2 separate regions of the Hordeum vulgare genome follow, and region 2 is linked to region 1. Evidence: chromatin contacts called from public Hi-C data. All regions are on one chromosome and are shown on one strand. The core of a region is the stretch at or near the end of the contact, and the rest is flanking DNA. Distances in the headings are between cores, read along the strand shown.

Region 1 (6,484 bases), core at 2,679-5,178:
GTTGAGAAGAACCATATTTGCCTTTCAGCCGGCAAAGAACTTTCTTCCTCAACCTTGTCATTTTTTCTGGGGAAATCAAATGTCAGTTAAGATTTCCCATTTCAAAAGAGAAAACTGCACACAGTACGCACATCAGCGTGCTCTGTCGCTTGAAAAAACTGCACACGGTAAGGCACTCTTAGACAAACAACAATCTCACATTAGCCTGCTAAGATGAACCAACATGTCTGATTTACTAGCTCCCAAGTTCCGTGGTTCAACCTGAACCACCGATCAACATACATACTCAAGCAGCGATACTTCTTGTCTTGGTTGGTAATACTACATATAGATAGATGTTTCACAACATTTCACACAACAGCTAGTGATACATTAACCTGTTTTGTGATAGCGAATTCGGAGTGCTCAGACGCGGTCGTCGACCTCCTCGTACATCTTGAGGATCTGCGCGCATGCAGCCAGAGGGGTGTCCTTCTCAAACCCCAGAGCATTAGCCAACCGGACGTTGGACGCGACGCCATTGTTGTTGTTGAGGAAGACAGGGGCCCTCTCCCGCCCGGCAACTGCCTTGGCACAGGCCGTGTCAGGGCTGCTAACGAGGACAGACTCGCAGAGCTCATGCTCGTGCTCGTCGTCCACGGGGATGTTGTAGGTACCAGTGTGGTCAGTGTGACCCTCGAAGCTGCATGTCTGGGCCCCAGTAGATCTCGACTTGCACTCAACTCTAACCTTCGCTCCTGTTGAAAGCAAGGATAGCATATTAGTGACAGTTGGCAAACAAAAATATTAAATTCTCATGAATAGTAAGTAGTTTGTAGTTTTGATAGATGAGATTTTATTTGAATGAGATATTCAATAACCAATCAATGTTAGCTTCTCAAACATTCAGCCCTATATACATATTACCATGTATTGTCACAACCACAAACTAATGGTGATTCAACTTTCAGCTTTAGCTCGTAGCATTTTACGAATTATTATTACCAAGCCGGTTAACCATAAAGATCTAAAATGAAGAAACAACCAAGGTAACTATTCCTGTAGAAGTCATAAAACAACTTTGTCTTCTGTTCTCGAGATGCATTGAACCCGCAATGGTGTGTTCTATCAGCAATGCTGATTAGTGATTACCACTAGTCCTCGCCTCCTCAGTGTGACAAATAGCCATGCTGAAGTGCAGTTCTGTGCTATTTGCACAACATGTCAGATGCTACCAATGGATGGTTATTTAAGCAGTGTTCAGATAACCGAGCAGGACATTTGATCTGTCCCAGCTTTCAACAGACAAAATATTACTTTCTACAAAACATAAATAGGGTTTATTGCCTGAATTGCCCCGTGTTATGAACAAACATGCATAACGATTTGTTTTTATGTAGGTGGGCCTCCAAATTTCACCCGTGATCGTCCAAGAACATTACAAAAGATTACAAGATGGACTGGTGGTTTAAATTTTTCACATTTGAAAAGATCTCTAGGCAATGTGATGATATTAATATTGTGGGTACATGTGGGAAAACCATACTCTTTCCCTAAGTTAATTAACTGCTGCGACGAAGCCTAGTGCTGCAGCATCACAAAATCCAGGTGCTACAATAGCTGCAGCATTACAGTTAGAAGGACCTATTTGCAAGTAGTATCTCGAATTATTGATAAATAACAACATGGTACTCGTCCAAAATCTGGATAGTATATGATACTCCCTCTGTTCCAAAATACTTGAAGTTATAGGTTTCTCCTAAGTCAAACATTTTCTACTCGTCCAAAATCTGGATAGTATATGATACTCCCTCTGTTCCAAAATACTTGAAGTTATAGGTTTCTCCTAAGTCAAACATTTTCCAACCTTATAAAAAAATGCTAATATCAACAAAATCAAACATATACAGTATGAAAATATATTATGATAATGAAGCTAATTTGGTGCTGTAGATGTTGGTACATTTTTCTATAAACTAGGTCAAACATTAAGAAGTTTGACTTAGGACAAACCTAGAACTTCAAGTATTTTGCAATGGAGGGAGTAACTGAGGTTTAACTTGAATTCTGAACATATTTCTTCGTTGTGACATGCATGCCACTTCATTCCAGACTGTTTTGCATTTTGGCATGCCTTATAAGTAACTCCAGTTTGTTGTGTTCCATTTCTTACAGTATTTTGTTTGTTAACGACAAATTTAAAATGGATGGGAAATATTCAGTTAAGATGCACAAATTGAAGTTCAAATATGTCCTAAATTGCCCATGCCGGAAAAAATCAAATTGTATGTATATCACAATAGAAGTACAAGCAGATAAACCGGTGAAGTCTTCTGTTTTTTTAGGGCAAAACTGGTGAAATCATTGAGCCTGACAGCACAAAGATACTTAGTAGCCAAACACATAAGATACATTGTGATTCGACCACTAGCAATTTTATCAAGCAAAGAATCCAATTGCACAAAATCACAAAACAACAAACTTTGTACAAAGATAATCAATGCATACAAGAACAGTACTACAAAAGTTATATTTCTATTGACATAGGAAAGTGCCTGTACGGGTTCCATGAAAACAGTAGGTATGTTCACAGAATGTTCTTGAACGTACAATTAATAGAGCGGGTAATGATAGGTGAGCTGTATTTGTAATCAATCCAATCCACAAAGGATTTTGTACATAAAGCGAAACATAATTAACACTAGCTATCTGTCTAAAAATCCAACTTGTACCAGAATTAAATTGGTCGTTGCCACCTGCAGACTAGCTAAATAACCAAATCATGTTAAGTCTGAGCGCTCTCATTTCATAGCAGGTTCAGTCTAGTCTTTATAAAGATTGAAGTCTGGATACTTATCTGTATATCACCTTGTACTATCTGGTGTCAAGAATAACCTTTTTCTTGGTGAAAAACTAGAGAATATACATTTGTGTTCATTAATGATACAATCTCTCTGCAGTTCAGATGAATGTGTTGTTTTGATACTGAGCCTGTATTATTTTTCCTAGTGTGCAGGGAACGTGCCTGCATGCCCCGGCGTGTTGTGTGTGCATTGTGGGAGTCCACTTTATCATTTGTCTGCCAACTTACTTCAGATATCAAACACCAAGCAACCCATCTGTAATTCGACTATATTCGGTTTAGAAAGAGGTTTGTGTTCTGTATTGTCATTTAACAGAGAGCGGTAGGATGAGATCCAGACACCACTATCCACCAATGTCTGTTTATACTGTTCCGAGTATGAACCATGCGATAAATGAAACCATCAACCATGACCAGAGATCCTATGATATTAGATCTAGCACATGATATGAACGCAGTCTGCAACCCAGTATACACAGTATCTTACTCGGTACTGGGGATTCCAAAAACCATGCATCCAAGCACAACCGGCGTGAACCAACCACTTGCCATTTCGGCATCTACTAAATCAGATCGCAGGGGAAACGAAGAGAAATCAGCTTATTTTTTTCACATTCCCGTCGTATAGTTGCTACTCGCTACTCCTATCAGGTAACATTCATGGGTAAACAAACGCATTTGAGAAAGGAAAATGAGCAGGAAGAAGACGAGGGGAAAGTGAAACGACGGGGGGAGGCCGAGAGGGGCGCGCTCCTGCGAAACCGACGCAACCGCAACGGATCGAGAGAGAAGTGAAGAGGCCGCCGATGCGGCGTACGTACCAGCGATGAAGGTGGACGCCGGGGTCTCGAATCCGGCGCGGCAGGTGTCGCACCAGACGCGGCCGCGCACGACGAACTGGGTAGGGTGCAAGTGGAGGCCGCGGGACGCGGTGGCGGACGACGCCGCGAGCGCGCACAGCACGGCCGCGAGCAGGAGGGAGGCGCGGAGGGACGCCATTGCCAGCGGCGGGTTGGGGAGTGAGCGAGAGCGAGAGCGGCAGAGTGGAGTGGAGTGGAGTGGAGGGTTGAGATTGCGGAGAGAGTGGAGTGCGGGGAATAATGGTCGCGTGGGGCCGTTGTCGTGGGCGTTGGGGATCCGCGCACCGCACGGTGAGGGGAGGCTCCAGAGAATCTAGGGGGGTCTCGTTGCTTTGCTTTTTTTTTCGAAAAATGATTAAAATCAACTGACGGACGCCCACATAATACATAGTTTTAGTGTAACATAATACTCACTCTGTCTCAAAAAGTTGTCTTAGATTTGTCTAGATATGAATGTCTTTAATTAAGTTTTAATATTTAGATTCATACATTCCTAGACAAACTTAAGACAAGAATTTTGAGACGGAGGGAGTAGGTGTTTTATGACACCTGATTGCAATATGCTAAATGTTGCGATACTTTCCGGTCTTCCATTTAGATCGGATCGGGAGTCACGGCACCGATTCTCTTGACTCAATTCACGCACAACGTGTACCTCTGTCAGCTTACTATTTTTTATGCAACATCATCTCTGTTATACAAATCTTTTCGCAATAACATCCATGTTGCAAAAAAGTTAAAATCAAAAAATATTCTGCAACATCAGTAACAACATCAATGTTGCAAAAAAGTTAAAACGGAAAAATAATAGTTCTGTAATAGAACCTCTGTTGCAAATCTTTTCGCAACATATGGTCTGTTGCAAAGAAGAACTTTACAAAAATGACTTTGTTGCAATGATGAGGAAAGATAACATCAGGTCAAACGACTGTCCAAGCGGTGCATCTTTTAGAAAGATCCGTCGGTCGACGCATAGCGTCGCCCTTTTCTTTTTCTATATACTCGATAGAAAAGACTAACATGAAAAAGAGGAAAAAATTCTCAGCAGCGTGACCCGGAAGAAAGGTTCCAAGCCAAACCCTTAAAACTTACTTGTGACTCGTTAATTTTTTAACACAAATTGATATCTTTTGAGACCATGGATTTAAAGCTTAGCGTTCAATACTTCATCAACGACATCTTAAAGCATCTTCAATAGATGATGTGGATGTATAAATAATAGTATTTTTACATGTTCGGCCTGGCCCACCTCGTCGTGGCCGCCGTCGGCTACAATCTTCCCCGACCCCGCCTCTGCCGCCATGACACCCCATCCCGCCACGCCGGTTCCGCATCATCCTAGTTGGCTGCCACTGCGGGAACCCGTCCACCGCCAACGAATAAGCAGTGGCCAAACCCAATGGTGGCGACATGCAACCCCTCCATGGCTCCATCTTGGGTGGCGAAGAAGACGATGGTGGTCGCGGCTGCTTCGGCCAATCCGATGCCACCGGGCATGGGCCCCTCTCCTCCACAATGTGAGAAGTGACAACAAATAGGATGAAGGTTGAGATGCTATGTTGAATGTTATCTTTATGTGCATTTTAATTTGTTAAACCAAGAACTTTGACTGATATGATGCATTTTCATTTGTTGGATTATGAACTATGTTTGCTACCGAAGTTGAGTTCATGTTAAATATGAAAAATATTGCTCATTTATATGTCTGTATGATGATTTTGATTCGAAAGAGTACAGTTGTACCATGGCTGGAGGGCGACCATTTTATATCTTCAAATATGCATCATTTATTGAAGCACTAATTTTACATCATCAAATATACATAATCTGTTTGATAAACTTTTTTGATGATATAAAAAAGCATTTTTTATGATGTAAATTATATATCACCCACTTTTGCATCTTCAACTCGAGGTGCTCTTAGGCACATACTTCACCGGTTCGTCACTACGAGCACTGATCCAAAGAAAACGACATGGAAAACTACAACCTTTGTAGAAACACAACTTCCTTGACTACTCCTACATGTTCAATCAGTGTTTTCTCCATCTCCTTATTGCTTTTCTTTGTTGTCTTCTCTAGCTTGCACACGTGTCTTATATGCCTTCTTAAACTTGCACATTACGCCCTCTTCAATCTCATCTCTAGAAACTAGGGTACCAACATCCAATAGATATCTCTTTATTAATTATCAATGTATTCTTCTTCCTAAATTCGAATGTATTCTTCTTCCAAAAATCAAAAGTTACAAGATTCCTTTCGAGTAGGAGCAGTCAAGGAAGTTATACCGTCTTTCGAGACCCGACGCATCCCCTGCTAGTGCACCAACACCCAATAGACCTCTCTTGATCAATCTGGGATGTTCTATCATCTTTGAGACCCGGCGCATCACCAACCGCTAGAGGTCATCACACTTGATGATCGGTAGACGCACACCGATGAGTTGCTATGCGAGGGCCGAGCATGGCCTACCGACCAACGAGGATGTGTCGATGGTTGGACGACGATCCAAGCGGCGAGAGGGGAAAGACATACCGCAAGGCAACACAGTGAACTCTGTGTGGCTGCGCGATTTGGTTTTTATGACGAACTCGATGAAATACGACGTCATCGAGGCGTAGGTGCGTCAAATCTTGCGATGACGACGACTCGTGTAGATGTGTCGAATCAGACAACATGGGGACGTACGTTGACCAAATCAAAGTGAAAGGAGGAGCGACGGATGCTACAAAGCGACTACAGTGACGTGTGGTGTCTGACAAAGGCAAGGACGGTCGCGCAA
Region 2 (6,378 bases), core at 2,787-5,286, 140 kb after region 1:
CTAGCCAACTGGAGGCTTGCTAGGGACGGTGTTTTGTCTATGTATCCACACATGTAAATGAGTCTTCATTCAATACAATTATAGCATGGATAATAAACGATTATCTTGATACAGGAATTATAATAATAACTATATTTATTATTGCCTCTAGGGCATAATTCCAACACTGATACCATTGAGTTAGCCCTTTCACTTGAGCTTGATGTTGTTGTTCCTTCTTGGCTCAAGTTGAAAGCAAGACATGATGAAGTCTTCAAGTAGCTCTCCCATACACAATGTGGAAAGCCTAGCTTATGTATTCATCTTCATTTGTCCACCATGTGAACATCATCCACAAGAATCAAGCATGTAGTGCTCGGGAATGCTTATCTTGATCTTTGTCCTTGTTAGCACATGAGCTTGTCCATACCATGGGATCACTTGATCCCTCTCGGTACATCTTGTACGCTTTGTGTGTTGATCATCTTGATTTACTCTTTGTCTGAGATCTTGATCAACCTTGTGTCTCTATGACCATTCTTTGGATAATACCTTGAATACCATCTTGGTCATCATATAAACTCCTTGAAACCAACAGATGGACTTCAAGAAGTGCCTATGGACAAATCCTATAAATATAACTTAAGGCAACCATTAGTCCATAGGAATTTTCATCAATTACCAAAACCACATATGAAGTTTTGAAGAAGTTCAAAATAGAGCAGTCCAAGAAGGGGTTCTTGCCAGTATTACAAGGTATAAAGTTGAGTAAGACTCAGTGTCCAGTAACCGTGGAAGATAGAGAAAAGATGAGTACCGTCCCCTATGCTTCAGCCATAGGGTCTATCATGTATGCAATGATGTGCACAAGACCGGATGTCAGCCTCTCCATAAGTATGGCAGGCAGGTTTCAAAGTAATCCAGGAGTGTATCACTAGACGGCGGTCAAGAATATTCTGAAGTACCCGAAAAGGACAAAGGAAATGTTTCTCGTTTATGGAGGTGACGAAGAGCTCGTCGTAAAGGGTTACGTTGATGCAAGCTTTGACACTGATTCGGATGACTCTAAGTCTCAAACCGGATACGTATTTATTCTTAATGGGGGTGCGGTAAGCTGGTGTAGTTCCAAGCAAAGCGTCGTAGCAGATTCTGCATGTGAAGCGGAGTACATGTTTGCCTCGGAGGCAGCTAAGGAGGGTGTCTGGATGAAGTACTTCATGACGGATCTTGGAGTTGTGCCAAGCGCACTAAATCCAATAACTCTGTTCTGTGACAACACTGGTGCCATTGCTTTAGCAAAGGAACCATGGTTTCACAAGAAGACCAGACACATCAAACGACGCTTCAACCTCATCCGCGACTACGTCGAAGGAGAGGACGTAAATATTTGCAAAGTGCACACGGATCTAAATGTTGCAGATCCGCTGACTAAACCTCTTCCACGAGCGAAGCATGATCAACACCAGAATTGTATGGGTGTTAGATTCATTCCAATGTAAATCACATAGCGATGTGAGACTAGATTATTGACTCTAGTGCAAGTGGGAGACTGTTGGAAATATGCCCTAGAGACAATGATAAAATAGTTATTATTATATTTCCTGTTTCAAGATAATCGTTTATTATCCATGCTATAATGGTATTGAATGAAAGCATAGATACATGTGTGGATATATAGACAAAACATTGTCCCTAGTAAGCCTCTAGTTGACTAGCCAGTTGATCAAGGATGGTTAAGGTTTTCTGACCATGTGCAAGTGTAGTCACTTTATGACTGGATCACATAATTAGGAGAATGATGTGATGGACAAGACCCAAACTATGAACGTAGCATGTGATCGTGTCATTTTGTTGCTATTGTTTTCTGCGTGTCAAGTATTCATTCCTATGACCATGAGATCATGTAACTCACTGACACCGGAGGAATACCTTGTGTGTATCAAACGTCACAACGTTACTGGGTGACTATAAAGGTGCTCTACAGGTATCTCCGAAGGTGAACGTTGAGTTAGCATGGATCAAGACTGGGATTTGTCTCTCCGTGTGACGGAGAGGTATCTCGGGGCCCACTTGGTAATACAACATCACATATAAGCCTTGCAAGCAATGTGACTCAAAGTGTTAGTCACGGGATCTTGTATTACGGAACGAGTAAAGAGACTTGCCGGTAACGAGATTGAAATAGGTATAGAGATACCGACGATCAAATCTCGGGCAAGTAAAATACCGAAGGACAAAGGGAATGTTATACGGGATTATATGAATCATTGGCACGGAGGTTCAACCGATAAGATCTTCATAGAATATGTAGGATCCAATATGGAGATCCAGGCCCCTCTATTGGATATTGACCGGGGAGTGTCTCAGGTCATGTCTACATAGTTCTCGAACCCACACGGTCTGCACACTTAAGGTTCGGTGACGTTTCGGTATAGTTGAGTTATAGGTGTTGGTGAACGAAGGTTGTTCAGAGTCCCGGATGAGATCACGGACGTCACGAGGGTTTCCGGAATGGTCCGGAAACGAAGATTGATATATATGATGTTTTCACTTGGTCTCCGGAAAGATTTCGGGCATTACCGGTAGTGTACCGAGAGTGACGAATGGGTTCCGGATCTTTACCGGGAGGGGCCCACCCACCCGGGAGTGAGTTCAATAGTCCTAGGATGGCGCGCCAGCCCTTAGTGGGCTAGTGAGGCCAGCCCAAGTGGGCTATGTCGCTAGAAGAAGAAAACCAAAAGAAAAGAATAAAAAAGAGGGAGGTGGGAAGGGAGATGAGGACTCCTCCTTCCCCAAACCGAATTGGAGTTGGAGTCCTCCTCTCCACTTCAACCGGTGCCCTAGGGCTCCCTTGAGCCCTAAGGCTAGCCCTCCCCTCCTCCTATATATACTAGAGGTTTTAGGGGTTTTGAGACACAACTTTGCCACGTGCAACCCAAACCTATACCTCATAGTTCTTCCTCTAGATCGGATTTCTGCGGAGCTCGGACGGAGCCCATCAGGAATAGATCATCACCATCATTGGCGCTCTGTCACGCTGCCGGAGAACTCATCTACTTCCCCGTCTCTCTTGCTGGATTAAGAAGGCGGAGATCGTCATCGAGCTGTACGTGTGCTGAACGCGGAGGTGCCGTCCATTCGGTACTAGATCGGGACGGATCGTGGAACGACGATGATTTGAATCACGAAGTTGTACCACTACATCAACCGCGTTTCTTAACGCTTCCCGCTTAGCGATCTACAAGGATATGTGGACCGATCTCCCTCTGGTAGATGAACATCACCATGATAGGTCTTCGTGTGCGTAGAATTTTTTTTGTTTTCCATGCAACGTTCCCGAACACATTTGTAGTAACAGAAATGAATCAGTGGGGAGGATAACAAATGAAGAGAAACAATATCAAAATCAAACTCACCATGGCATCGACGCACACGTAGTACCTCCTGCCTGGGTTCGGAATGCTCGAGGAGATCCATCTTGGTGCCTTCTGACGAGGATTGCACCAGCAAAGCTTCGCCGGCTCGTAAGCCATCAAGCTCTCCCTGTAGGGCACCGGCGACCTCGACTCCTCGCCTCTCCTTCCTGCGGCTCGAAGGAAGCCAGGAGCAGCAACAACAGAATAACCCGATGACCACGACATTCCCCTGAATAGATCAGCTGCCGTCCTGCGCAATGTGCTCCGCCGCCGCGCCGCTCAAGATCCGCCGCCGTCGCCCCTAACCCTACTCCTCCCACTTCAAAATCCCCATATACTTTGATGTGGCCTCATCTCTCACCACGCGTTGTGGTTATAACGCAACCTGGCCCATCAGACATAAAAAAATCCTGGCCACGTCAATGTGTTTACCTCTAAAACGCTATCAAGATTTGATTTAGACTGGGATTTAAAAGTTTAGGATATAAACAACAGAAATTTCCAATTTAAGGTTCGATTCATTGAAGAACTATCAGTTCAAGATTTAAAATGAACATTTTCCGATCTGCCTTCACCCAGAAGCGATCCACGGCAATGGGCTTACTGGACCAGTGGAGAAGAGCACTCCGGTCACCGAGCGGCGACACGACACGATTTGGCCACACCGCCCACCGCTCTTCCCACTTCGCCATCTGGAGACTTCCAGAAGGCAGCAGAACCCCCAAATCCTCCTCGCTTCTACGCTGCACGATCAAACCAACTCCCGAAAATCCCACGCAAAAGAAGCGAAAAATTAAAACGACATGAACTCCCTCAAGAACTCGCGCTCCGCCCTCTCCCGTCTCCTCCGCCACAAACCCGCCGCCGGCCGGCCGCAGGCCCCGCCCCCGCCACCGCCGGTGGCGCGGGGAACGGCCGCTCGGCACTACCACGCCGCCCCGCGCCGCCCAGGGTTCATTCAGTCCTTCAGCCGGGGGCCCCTCCGCCACGAGCCCGCCGCCCTCTTCCGGCCCCCGCCGGCGCAGCCGCAGGTGCCGCCTCCCCGGCACTACTTCACCTCCTCGCGCCGCCCGGAGGTCATCCACTTCGCGCGCCGCCGCGGCGGGGCGCGGTGGTACCACGACAGGCGGAAGGTCGCCGCGGTGGTCCTCCTCGCCGGCGGCGCGACCGTCGTCGTCTACTTCGGCAACCTCGAGACCGTGCCCTACACCAACCGCACCCACTTCGTCCTTGTCTCGCCCCAGCTCGAGCGCCAGCTCGGCGAGTCCCAGTTCGCCGATCTCAAGAAGGAGCTCGCCCCCAAGATCCTGCCCCCGCTCCACCCCGACAGCGTCCGCGTCCGCCTCATCGCCTCCGACATCGTCCGCGCCCTCCACCGCGGCCTCGCCGACCGCCGCAGCGACGACTCCGATGACGCCTCCTACGGCGACATCTCCTCCGACATCGCCGTCAAGGCCCGCGACATGGATGCCGAGGACGTGATGCACCGGGTCTCGCCTGGCAAGACCACGCGCACAGCGGCTGCGGCTCAGGGAGACGACGAGCTTCTCGATGACAGGTGGGTCGCCGAGAGCCGGAGACGGGGGAAGGCACGCGGAGCGCAACCACAGACGAAGCACCTCAATGAGCTCAATTGGGAGGTCATCGTCGTCAGAGATAAGCTCATCAATGCAATGTGCTTGCCCGGTGGTAAGATTGTAGTCTTCACTGGATTGCTCGACCATTTCAAGACAGATGCTGAGATTGCGACAGTGCTTTCGCATGAGGTGGGTTTACTAATTTGGTTATGGGCTCGTATCTACTTTTGGTTGGTTGTACAGTGCATTGGAACTGATATTGGTACCTCTATGTTTTAGATTGGGCACGCTATCGCGAGGCACTTGCCAGAGATGATCACCAAGGGCATGTGGTTCACTATCCTGCAGCTTGTCGTCCTACAGTTTATTTACATGCCAGACCTAATTAATGCAATGTCGACATTACTCCTCAGATTGCCCTTCTCACGAAGGTATTCATTTCTGCATTTCATATTGTTCGTAGAATCATGGTTATTTACATTCTACACGTGATAAGTTGCATATATGACTGAAATGAGATGCTACCAGATCTGGCAAAAGCCAATAAATTGGCACCAATGGGCTTGATTTGTCTAGTTATCTCGTTTTGGTATAAGTTATGATATGACTCCTGCTTCAAGTGCCTCCATGGGGGCCATTCTATACTATTCTGAGCCAACCTGTTATTTCAGCTTAATGTACCACAGACCAGTGAGAACCTATCTAGGTAAAGTGATAAACCATGCATAGGAAAAAGCTCATATCAACATACAAACATGCATGATAATTTTTTTACATTGTTCTATCTATACTTGATAAACTATACTTAATAAACATTGTGCAACCACACAATGATCAAACACAATAAATCATATGTATTTTCATTTTATTTCTCATATTATTACTCCAATAAATCATATGTATTTTCAGTTTATTTCTCATATTATTACTCCCAATATTCATGTTCCATGCAACCAAATCACACTGAATTATATTGCAAAACCCGCAATGTTGTGCGGGGTATCATCTAGTACCATTTAATTTTGCTACAGACTTAACTAATAGCGGTGACAATTCTAGTTATAAAACACATGACTCTTGATTGCCCTACAGATGAGATTATTATTGATAATTCTTATCCCCATCAGGGCATTGGACCTCGGAGAGACATCTAGTTATCTGTTCTCTTACTTTTTGATGGACTTATTAGCTATTCACGCAGGTTCTTAGAAAGTAGACGAAATCAGATTTGCAATAGCATATGTCATGTACTCTTTCGTACTAAATTCTGGATCTGCATGGAATTGATCCCCCAAACACCAAATTGACTGGAATGATAGTATGATATCCCCCTTGTACATCTCTTACAAATCCTACCAAAGTTGACTAGGATGATGCCCCTTCTTGTACAACTACTAGAATTCCAT

Evidence for each region. Hi-C and Micro-C count contacts between places; a contact is called where the count stands out from the background.
Region 2: a contact with region 1 is called in a Hi-C map of leaf, with 2.7 times the contacts expected there. The contact joins the promoter of LOC123403420 here to the promoter of LOC123402843 in region 1. A contact is called at or near these places in 4 of 6 Hi-C or Micro-C datasets (leaf and seedling) and 1 of 1 datasets of contacts at active chromatin or transcription factors (embryo).

What each region holds. Positions count from the first base shown.
Region 1 is chr6H:495,065,005-495,071,488 of MorexV3_pseudomolecules_assembly, forward strand. It overlaps LOC123402843 (pollen-specific protein C13), which reads right to left and starts at 3,929. Exons shown (of 2, transcript XM_045096799.1): 1 at 3,664-3,929; 2 at 179-737. The coding sequence starts at 3,841. The coding sequence ends at 406.
Region 2 is chr6H:495,202,408-495,208,785 of MorexV3_pseudomolecules_assembly, forward strand. LOC123403420 reads left to right here and starts at 4,037. Exons shown (of 3, transcript XM_045097356.1): 1 at 4,037-5,161; 2 at 5,252-5,403. The coding sequence starts at 4,199.